Regions from separate parts of the Anas platyrhynchos genome. Here region 1 is linked to region 2. A link is a contact called in public Hi-C data. All regions are on one chromosome and are shown on one strand. Each heading gives the region's core, a stretch centred on a gene start, on an enhancer-like site or on the middle of the called end of the contact. The rest is flanking DNA. Distances are from core to core; before and after follow the strand shown. Region 1 overlaps LPP (LIM domain containing preferred translocation partner in lipoma). Region 2 holds the start of BCL6 (BCL6 transcription repressor).

Region 1 (5,513 bases), core at 925-3,424, 200 kb after region 2:
AGCCTCGTCACAGCTTTACCCTGGATCTGCTCCAAACGATAGCAGCCGAGCCCCTCACTTCAGAGCAAGAGGGGACAAATCCTCGGCTGCTGGAGATCGGCATTGCATCAATTTTGAGACAAGTCTGTCCGAGGAGATGCTTAAACTCTTGCTGCTTCCTTGTCCTATTTGTGTTTCCCCCAACCCGACCGGGATCCTGGTGCGTGCCATCCCATCGCTGTCCTCTTGCTCTCCAGGAACGTGTCCAGCACACCCGGTATTCACCTCTTGAGGAAGGACTGGACAACCGGAGCCCTCCTCGGCCAGGCTCTTTGAGCAGCCACACTGCTAATCCTCCCCACCTCTCCTCCCTCCTCCTCCGGCTGCTCCGGCAGCGCTGGTGGCTCCTGAGAAGTTGCAGGCGCATTTGGCACCGCCTGCGAGACCTTTCCCTTTCTGTCTTTAACCCCGCAGCATTTGGACAGTGGGAGCGCCGTGCCAGCGGGGTGCCTGCCTGGGTGCAGGAGGTGACATCCTGCAGGGATGGGTGGCAGTGGCTCGTGGTGGCCTCGCAGGGCACCGCCGGGTGGCTGCCCAAAGGGGGAAGGGGGCTGTGGGGCAGCGGGGGAGGAAGCCTTCACTCTTGCTCCTCGCGGCACGCAACTTTGTTTTGCTAATCGTTCCAGCCCACAGGAATTTCGTGTTTTGCTGATTTTTGGTGCTGGTGGTTCTTTTTCTTTCCATCTCTCTCTCTTTTTTTTTTCTTTCTTTTCTTTTAATTGTTGGAGCTGGTTTTAATCCCTGACCATAATAAAGCCGCACTGTTAACACAAGCAGCGGGGTAGCTGGAATCACAGCTGTACTACAAGCTCTGCTTTTAATTTCAGGCTGTTATTAATGAAGCTAGAAACCTTCCCCTCCCCCAGAGGAGCTTCAGCTGTGTGTCTTCATCCAAGAGCCTCCACTGGGTGCTTCTGAGCATCCTTGGCTCCATTTGAATATAGCAGGCTGCAGGTAAACCATTATGGATTTTGATGTAATAAATCCATGAGCAGCAGAACTGGGTGAAGAGGTTCCTGGCTGCTGCCCAGCCCCTTCCCCGGTGCAGGGAACTCAGCACGGGACAGATATTTTGGATGGTGAGGGTGTCCTGCCCTCTAAATGTGTTTGGAGAGGGACTGAAAGCGCTGGGATCATCCTCCTCAAAGCACAGAGTGAAAAGTTTGTAAGCAGAGGTGTGGGAAGGCAGCCTTGGTCGGTCTGTGCTCCTTGTCCCGACACGCAGGCGTGTGATAGTCAAAACGGAAAGATGAGAATTTTGAAACGAGTGAGAAAAACAAAGCAAACAACAACAAACCCAAACCAAGCAGCTCCGTCACCTAACCTTTAATTTTCTGTGGGGCTTTTTGAGGCCGGTGATGTAAGATCCAAAGGTGGCCTGGATGCTTTTGTGCACGTAAAGAATAACTTCAGTGCTAATGACCAAAAGAAGAAAATAAAATTGGAAAGAATATTGAACCTCCTGCCTCAGGACTTAGTCTTGTATCTTTTGGGCACTGGAATAAGACAGTATTTGTTCTGCACACCTGCCTGTTAGGGGGGTTTTGCATCATCCTTCAAGGCATCGAGAAGCAGCCAGGATCAAAGATGAGACACGGGGGGAAATGGGCCAAGCTGCTGATTTCTCCAAGGTTTTCCCATCTTCTTCCTGGCCAGTCCTAGCGTGGCTTCGCTGGGCCCAGCATGGCCCTGTCTCTGCAGTTGTTGTCACTGCTTTCCTCTGCAAGGTTAAATGAGAGCTCTTCTGATTCTGACACGTGCTGAGAACTGGGAGTTGGTGCAGACTCTTCCTGGGTATTTGGGACCCAAGATTTCCTGCCTTCGGAGGTGGAGTGGCTCTGTCTTTGCCTTTCTGCTTCTGCAAAATCCTGAGTGCCCCCAGGAATAGTCGGTTGATTACCGAGGAAGCAGCAATGGCAAAAAGGTTTTATTTTTTTACACTGTAATATTTTAATTGCATCCTGGATACGGAAATCCCAGTCTGTTGCTGAAGCTGCTGCAGTGGACTTTAACTTGGAGGCTGTCAGGACTTGAGAAAAACTCCCAGCAATTTGCATCTCTAATGCACAGCCCCACGCTCCTGTTTCCAAGCCGTGTGCGTTACAGAGGACGAGTTTCTCTGTGCTGAGGTCACGTAACCCTCCCAGCCCCAGCTGCGTGTGCCGAAGGCCAGGCTGCCTTTTATTTCCAGCACAGATACAACTGAAGTGCTGCTAGCCTGGGAACCAGCCCTTTAGGATTGTAGCCACAATAGTTCCTAGCTTTTAAGTCAGCACCCCCCTTCCCAACAATATAATTAAGAAAATTACTGCTCGTGCATGTGCACATGTGCACGCATCTTCACAGCGAACCCGTGCTAGGCTGGTGTGGTTCAGCTTTCCTCCTCTTTGTGTCCTGCGTGTCAGCAGCGTGATGTTTGAGGCTGACACCCCGCCGTGTGTGCACTAGCCTTTTTCCTAGATGGATCGATGGGGTTTCCAGTAAAGACAAACAAAGTCGGAAGCGGGGAGGCGTTGAGCACGCAGCGCTGCCCCCTCCCAGCCCAGCCGGCTGTGCTCAGCTCCTTATAGGGCAAAAAAAAGGAACAGGAAAAGGGAGCGCAGCGTGAATACCAGACATACAATGCATTCCTTGCAACTGCACTCTTGGAATTTGCTTTTCCCCAGAAAGTGAGCCCTCTGCACATCCATTGAGTCACTCTGTACTGTTCAGCAGGGCCAGCATCGAGCTGGCTCCAGGGAACAGTGACTGTCTTGTGTAAGTGCATTTCTCCTCTGCGAGGGGCTTTCTTTCTTTTTTATTTATTTATTACTTTTTTTTGGTGGGGGACAGAGCAGGGAAAAGGACTGGAACGAGGAAGGGGAAAGGAGCCAGGTTGTCCTGAAACTGGCTCTGACTCCTGGCAAGCTGCGAGCAGGTAGACTCCAATTGCATTTATTTTCTTGTCCTGGTTGTCCAAAAAAATCAATCTTGATTCATCATTAGCCTCCGCCTTTAAATTATATTTTCCCTGAATAGCATCTTCCAGTCAGTGGTAGGCAGAGGATAGATCAGGGAATCGATCCTGGGACTTCATTCATAACCTGGCTTCGCCCTGCGGTACCGGACAGCTGCTCTGGGGCTGTGCTGCGACCCCAGCCCTCAAGGTATGAAGCACCAGCCCTGCACACATTAACCAAGGCTCCTGATTTCTCCAGACATGCCTGGGGTTCGGAAGCGTTGGTTTCTTCGCCTGGGTTTTGCATCCTCTCGTGAGTGTGAATGAGGAAGGTCAGGCCAGTCCATCACCTCCCCGCCTTGCCACTGACTCAGCGTGTGCGCAGACAGCTCCTCGCCGAGCCACCACCGCAGGTGCTGTGGTTTCCTAGATTGTTTGGAAGGCAAATTGGGGATGGGAAGCCACAGCGGAGTGAATCACAGCTCTGCCTGTGGCCGTGCTAGCAGACTCCTCTAGCCAGCCCCACATGCACTCACTCGGTGAGAGCTTTCCCCAGACCACGGATGCGACCCCTGCATCCTTGTGCACCTTCCCACGGATGCTTCTTGCATCTCGTGGGGCCAAGCAGGTGGAGAACCGGGCGAGTGTCGCTTAGCCAGCAGGTGTTTCTGGTCAGGGAAAGAACAGCCTCACGACTGAGTCATGTTTTATTGCCTCGGGCTCAGGCTGCCTGGAAAGCAGCCCGCTGTTGTCTCTTCGCAGGCCTCGTGGAGGTGATGCTGCTGCTTCGTTTCACGTGCTCCTTTCATCTGACTCGGGCACCGTGCTTTCCCGGCTAGAGGATGGGCTGTGACAGTGCTCGGCAGAGGCAATCTGCGGAGCTTTGTGAGGAGCCCATCTGTTTCTGTGCCTGACATCTGGGTTATTCCATGTTACTTGCCTTCATGCTTTCCTGTAAAACCAAGCACGTTATTAGGACCCGAAATAGTAGCTCCTCTGGGCCATGTTGTAATAGGAGGGTGTTTCATGATGACAAGTTCCAGCGCTGCATGAAGGCAAAGCTCTTTTATATATGCAAGAAAATAGCAACAAGCTGCTGGCAGGTCATGCGTGGCTCAGCTCTTTGAACTTGTACATTACCGAGTGTGTGCTGTCTCTGTTCTCAGAGACTGTGCTCTGCAACAAGCACTGTAAATTATCCGGCGAGGATAATAGGGGAGTTTGTGATGGTAGAAGAAAGAGGAATGAATGGCAAATTTATGCTAATGAAAACATCTGTTGAGTATTCTTGCCACTCTTCCCTCATCCATCCCCACACACATCCGGAGGTTGTTTAAAGCCAGGTGGAGTAAAGAGACTTCATGTTTTTTCCCCTCAGCGCGTACCCAGGGCTCTTGCAAACGTGTAGCTATGGGTGCAAAGCAGAAACATTTGGAGTAGAACTGACAGGTGTCATTTTTTGGCTCTGCCCCACATGTAAGTGCATCCTTGAGCGCTTTGCCATACCTGGGACTTTTCTCCAGTGTCCCCAGGGGTTGGTTTGCTTGCAGAGGGCTTTCAGATGCTGTAGGTAACCTGACCTGTGTGCATGGCTATGGAGCATCGTGACTTTTGTGGCTGCTGCAGGGCCACAGCCTTTCCTTGCTGCTTCCATTTCTGCTAAATTTGAAAGGGAATAATCTCCCCGGCTTGTGTTTCTAAAGCAATAACACATTGGAACTGGTAGAGCAGGAGAACCGGGCAGGCAACTGGTAAATATTTCCGTAAGTGTTGTGATGTTTTGCTTTCCAGAATGTTTTCTTCTTGCTGGAAAAAATAAAAAATATAAAAAAATATTCAATAAACACAAAGCAGGCAACATGTTTGCACCTTCTAAGTGCAGGGGAATGCTGAGCTTCTGTTGCTTTTTACTTATTTATATTTTTTTGTGGTACTGCCGTAAGGTGCCTTACCAGAAGTAGGGGCCGTCATTATTAGAGAATCCTGTAAAACAGCTGCAATAATTGCACAATGTTCTCTGTCGCTATCAGTTTTATAATTATTCATAGATGTTTTTTTAAAAGCCATGAGGGACTGTCTCAGCACACATCATTGATTTTGCTAATAAAATCCTGTATTTTAATGGTACCTTGCATTGGAAAAACATCAGCTGCTCCATAAAATTAAGACTCATAGTACCGTAGGATGGGAATATTTCCTGTTGTCTTGATGGAAGGGATTGATCGAGATGGATTTATTTGGTCGCTTAACAGCTTCTGGTGCAAAAGCAGGTACCTCAGCTCCTCTGCTCCAGCCCCTCCGAGCAGGGGTTTGGAGCTCAGCGTCTGCCCCCGACGTGCCGGTGTCCTGCCCCGGGACCAGCTGCGATGCAGCAGGATGCTGTGGGGCTGCAGGAGCAAAGCCACTTCCCTGCCAGCTCTGGGCTGCTCTGCTGCTCTGGGTCGTTTTGCCAAATGCCACCCTGCCCCCGAATCTCTCTCTCCCTGTAAGGCAGCGGTAGGTGTTGAACTCGCAGTCAAAAAGTCACCGCTGAGCC
Region 2 (5,509 bases), core at 1,697-4,196:
ATCCATTCCTCTGGAAAATTGCTAGACACCCTTTGAATATTTTAGATGGGTGGCTGATTTGTTTCATGGGGCAAAAATTGCTATCTGTAACGTAAGGTGGTTTTTTTTATTATTTTTTTTTTTTTTTGAAGCCAGCAATCCTATCGCTAGCAGGAAAATAACAGAACCTCAGGTTCTGCCTGCGTAGCTCTGCCTACAGAGGGAGAGAGGTCTGCCCTAAAATATTTTCTAAGGGATTTCGGAACTGCAGCCCCCCCACACCCAGGGGCTGCAGGTGGAAGCCTGCGTTTGTTCTTCAGGCACTTATCCTGCCGCCCTTTAAAACAACACAGCAAATATATATATATTTTAAAGCATCTAAAACCTCCGGACAGGAATCGATACGCAGCCCCGGATCGAAGCAGGGCTTGATCCCATAGCCTGCCCTGCTGACACGTCCAGCGGCGTGGGGAAGAATTCGGCCCTGGACAGCTGCGGGACCGACGGACTGAGCCCCAGCTGGCTGGCTCAGCCTCGCCTCGCACCGATCCTGCGCCTAGCCGAAGCCAGTGGAAAAAACTAAGCGAGGCAGGCTTTGTTTTTGTTGTTTCTGACCCGTGATTTTAAGCCCCGACTCGCCTCTTTCCCTGGAAATGCAACAGGGGGTCAAAGGCAGCTTTTTAGGCACATCTGAGAGGCCGCCGCTGATTTTTTTTTTTTTTCTCTTTCCTCTCTAAACAAACGCCCTGCTTTCTGTTTCCCTCCTTCCCAAGAGGCGATTTCATAACATTTCATACTGTGACTTTGCAAACTACGGGCGGGGGGGCCGGCTGGCGAGGCGGAGAGCTGGGGCCGGGGGGCGGGGGGGGGGGGGAGAGAGAGGGAAAGGGGGGGGGACACGGCCGGGAGAGGTCGCTGCCGCCCGACCACGAAAGTTTTCACAACAAAGTTGGGCTTTTTCGGTTTTGTTTTCCCTTTTTTTTTTTTTTTTTTAAAGGAGGGGGGGGGCGTAAAAATAATAATAATGAAATAATAAAAATAAAACACGCATCACCGAAAGAGCTTTCTCGCTTATTCCAAATGCTGTTTGCTGCCTTTTTTTTTTTTTGCATTTATTTTTTTTTCTTTTTTTGGAGGGGGGGGTGCGGAGGGGGGCCGGGCGCGGGGTTTGCGCGCTGTTTGCGCGCTGTTTGCGCGGCTCGCTCCAGGAATAGCGTGTGGCCGGGGGCCAGGCAGGCGCGCAGCTCCCGGCGGCAGATTTACGAGCTGCTGTCGCCGCGCCAAGTCCGCCGCGGTAGTAAACACACGGCAAAAGGGCTGCCACGGCGAAAAGGGGGGGGGGACACACAACCCGGTCGGGTTGTCGGGCTCCCCAGTACCCCGACAAGCGACCCCCTCCCCAAAGCGCACCCCATCATCCCCGAGCGGCCGGAGGATCCCCCTGTCCTCCTCCTTCTCCTCCACCGCGCTGTTTGCGGCGGCATCGCTGGAAGGGGAAGGAATAAAACCTCTCGGAGCCCCCCCCCCTGCGCGGTATTTTCAGAGCCGCTTCTCCCTCTCCCCGCACCTTCGCTGCGCCTCCCGTGCCGTCGGGGCCGGCGCGGCTCCTGCCACCGAGCCCCGGGGAGGAGGGAGGCCGGGAGGGAAGCCGAGCCTCCCCGCCGTGGCTCTTTTTCTCTCTTCCCCCCCCCTCCCCTCCCCTCCCAGCCCCACGCCGCTTCTTTTCCCCGGGCCGACAAAATGCCGCAAAGTCCGCTCCATCCCCGCCCGGCTCCTCGCCCCCCGGGGGCTTTTGACAGATCCCGGCGCGGCCCCGCTACAGGTTGCAAAAAGCCGGTAGGGAGCCGAAATGGGACACACACACACACACGGGGAAAAAGCCCCAGCTTGGACTGCGGTAAAAAAAAAAATCCTCCGAGAAGGGGGAAGGAGAAAAAAAAAATTCACCCCGAGAGAGGGCCGAGCCGCCCGGTGCCGCGCCACGACGCACAACACGCGGGGAGCAGGAGCGGAACAGCCCCCAGAAACGAAAGGACAATAGCAGCAAATAATAAAACCAACAGAACGTAAAACACCCTGCCCGAGCTCCATCCACCGAGAAACGGCCCCGAGAAAAACAACAAACCAACAAAATCAAAAGCCCGGAGCTCCCCGGCGGCCGCGCTCGCCGCCGTCCTGCGGCCGCCTGCAGGTGCAGGGGCAGCGCCGGGCCCCCCCCGGGGGACACGGGGATGGGGACATGGGGACAGCAGCGCTCAGGGGGGGGACAAAACCCCCCAGAGACCCCATGGGGACCACCGTGGGGGACCCCCCCTGCAGGAGCCGGCCCCGTTAGGGCAGCCGGGGTTGGGATTTTTTAATTATTATTATTTTTTTTTTTTCCCCTTTTTTTATTTTTCTTTTTTACTATTAAGGGTGTAAGGAGGGGGTTGGGGTGTCCCCGGGTGGATTTAATAGGGAGCGCGTTAATTAAGGACGGGGAGGCGAATTGTGATCATAAGGAGAAAATAAGGGGGGAAAAATTAAGAGGAGGGGGGAATAGGGGGGTGAAGGGGGAATAGGGGGTGGTAAAATTATTTTTTTTTTTTTGGATGGATTAAAAGTGCCGTCGGGGCACCTGCCGAGGAGAAAAAATAATAAAAGGGGAAAAAAAAAAAAAAAGGGGGGTGAAAAAAAAAAACGGGTAAGAAATTATATAGGGGCGGCTGGGAGCCAGAGCGGGGCAGGGAGGGAAAGAGGAGGGAGAGAGGAGAGAGAGAGGAGGGAAGAGAGAGAAAAAAAAAAAAAAAAAAAAAAAGAGCGAGAGAATTAAAGGGTAAAATCGGCCGCGGCAATAGAAGCAGCAATCACCTGGTCTCCGGGCTTTCCTAGAAACTCCTTGCATCACCACTTCTAAGAACCCCAGTTCTAAGAATCAACAGAGCCCAATTCTCGGAATTTGAGCTGCCGGCCCTACCACTGCGCGCGGCGCGGGGAGGGACGGGGACCTCCCCTACCGCCTCCCCGCCGCCGCCGCCGCCCCGCCGAGGAGACGACCCCCCTCCGGTGGTCCCGAATGGATCGTTCGAATCCCCCTGCGGGGTCCCGGTGGGGAGGTGGAGGCGGGGAGGGTCCCGGAGCCCCCCGTTCCCCGCCGCGGTCCCCCCCCCCGCGGTGGTCTCGCCCGGCCGCGGGGGTCACGTGGCGGCGGGCGGCGGCGTGACGTGGGGGCGCGGCGGGGTGGCGGCGAGAGCGCGCGCGCGCGCGTTCGGGCGGGCGGGCGCGGGGGAGCGCGCGCGCGCGCGCGAGCCGCGCTGGACGCTAAAGGGGGGTCCCGGGTGCGAGAGCGGGGACGGGGCTGAGCGCACGTGGACCCCCCCCTTTACCTCCCCCCCAAAAATATAACGCGGGGGGGAAGGAGGGCGTGTGAAAAAATATAGGCTTTTTTTTTTTTATTTTTACTGATAATTCATTTTTTTCATTTTTTTTTAAACTTGGTTTTTCATTTTTCCCTTTTTTTTTTTTCTTGTTTTTTTTTTTTTCATTTTTTCCCCGTTTCCCCCTTTTTCCCTGTTCCCCCCCTTTTTTCCTTTTTCTCCCCTTGTTTCCCTTTTATCCCCTTTATTTCTTCTTTTTTTTCCTCCTTTTTTCCCCTTTTCTCCCCTTTTTTCCCTTTTTCTCCTTCCCCCCCCTTTTTCCCTTTTCCTCCTTTTCCCCCTTTTTTTCCCTACTTTCCCCCCTTTTTTCCCTTTTCCCTCCTTTTTTTCTCCTTTTCCCTTCTATCCTTTTTTTTGTGTGTGTGTGTGGGGGACAACTTTCTCATGCCAGCAATCAACCCTCCCCCCCTTTAAAAAAAGAAAAGAAAAAAGAAAAAGCCTGGATCCTGCAGCACTGCACTGGAATTTTGCATTTTTCATTATTTTTCCTTCCGTTGCCTCTTTTTTTTTTTTTTTTTTTGCTCATTTTTTACAAACACATCCACGCTCGGCTCACAGCCTCAGATGGGATTTACTCTTGGGGCCAGAAGCTTTTTCCTGAAAGCCCCCCCCACACCCCCACGCGCTTCTTTTTCTCTTTTTTATTTTATTTTATTTTTTTTTTTTTGCATTTTTATTTTTTCGGCTTTGCTCCTTGACGCTGGGATTCTCGAGGAGGAGAGGAGGCAAAAAAAAAAAAAAAAAAAAGGATGACGATGTCAATTTTTTTTTTTTTTTCCCTTATTATTTTCCTTTATTTTCAGACGCTTTCGCTCTTTTCCTTCCCAGGACTCCCGAGCGGTGGGTTAATTCTCTGTAGCTCTTGTGCTCCTTATTGCAGCCCAGCCTGTAAGTGCTCACATCCTCGCGTTCCTCCGCTGCTCCGCGAATCTCTGCTGGGGTTCAAAACGCCGGCGGCTCCTCCTGACAAGCTTGGGCTGCCCGGGGTTTTTCTCCGGGCACTTTTTCCCCCTTCCTATTGCCGGGTGTAAAGTGGGGAGGGCGAAGGCCTGCGCTGGCCCTTGCGGGGAGGCGGTGGGGATAAGGCGAAGACTTCTGCAAACCCTTCTTCCAGTTGGGTTCTGCAGGGCGAGGACGGAGGGGGGGTGGGAGGGGGCCGCCACCCGAGCGTTGCTCCGGTCCCGTATGTAAATGTATCGCCCTGTATGTAAATCTGTAGAGATTTATACTTCTCCAGCCTCGAGCCTTGCGTATTTATTTCGAGCGACCGTGCCGGCGCTGGGGCCTGCGGCTTGGGTTTGTCTCGGGGGGGGGTGCATCAGCACATCGCCAACCCGCTGTGCCGTTTGCCCCAACACTTTTTCGGCTGTGGGCTGCCCGGTGTGGCCGAGCAAGGGGAGGGCACGCTCCGGGCCGGGCTGCCTTTCCCATTGCAATTAATAGAAATTTGTTTATGAGAATAACCACCACGGGTCACGGTGCCCTCGCTCCTCCGCTAATACAGTCGCTCCGAGCTACTGATTCAGTCACCGCCGAGCCCCACGAAACGGGTGCCTTTGCTGGGAAGTTCCTGCGTGCCGGGTGCTGCCTTTATTTGGGTTTTGCAGCCGGGCTCGGGAGCCGAAATGCTCGGTGCCTGCTCTAAAGTCAGGGAGTGGAAGGGTGGTGGTGGTGGTGGTGGTTGGGGGGGGGGAATAAGAAGAAAGCCGTTCTGCTAATCCGACTCATCTTATCATTAAAAATAGCCCGGTGGCAAGATCGGAACGGTGCTGCCGAGACACTTGAGATGGTTCAGATATGCTCGAAAGCTGTAGTTAAAAAAGCAAGATGGGATTCCCAGCGAGGGAGCACGGCCGGAGCCGTGCGAGGCTCCGGGCCCCGGGAGCAGGCTCGGGAGGTGTTTGCGAGCGGCCGGCTCGTGGGACCCACTCGCACCGACTGCCCTCCGGGCTTGTGCTTCCTTACAGCACGGAAATTAAAAGGCCTAAGGGGGGGTGGAGGGGTTAAGGAGAAGAGCAAAAAAAAAAAAAAAAAAAGGTTCCTTGCTGTTTGTCATTTTTTCTGCAGCGTGACGCTTTCGGTTTAGCCGGCCCCTGTGCCTGGCTGGACGCAAC

Evidence for each region. Hi-C and Micro-C count contacts between places; a contact is called where the count stands out from the background.
Region 1: a contact with region 2 is called in a Hi-C map of subcutaneous adipose tissue, with 2.4 times the contacts expected there. The contact joins the enhancer-like site here to the promoter of BCL6 in region 2. A contact is called at or near these places in 2 of 8 Hi-C or Micro-C datasets (skeletal muscle and subcutaneous adipose tissue).

The regions. Positions count from the first base shown.
Region 1 is chr9:10,774,212-10,779,724 of IASCAAS_PekinDuck_T2T, forward strand. The region is part of intron 2 of LPP (LIM domain containing preferred translocation partner in lipoma); the gene reads left to right. Among named protein-coding and RNA genes, the nearest start is that of LPP, 100 kb to the left of the region's middle. Within about 2 kb of position 2,175, at least 3 of the 8 cell types and tissues checked have an H3K27ac peak or open chromatin away from gene starts, as enhancers often do. A contact at or near this core is called in subcutaneous adipose tissue, where this site is marked.
Region 2 is chr9:10,574,572-10,580,080 of IASCAAS_PekinDuck_T2T, forward strand. It overlaps BCL6 (BCL6 transcription repressor), which reads right to left and starts at 2,947. Exons shown (of 10, transcript XM_027464090.3): 1 at 2,830-2,947.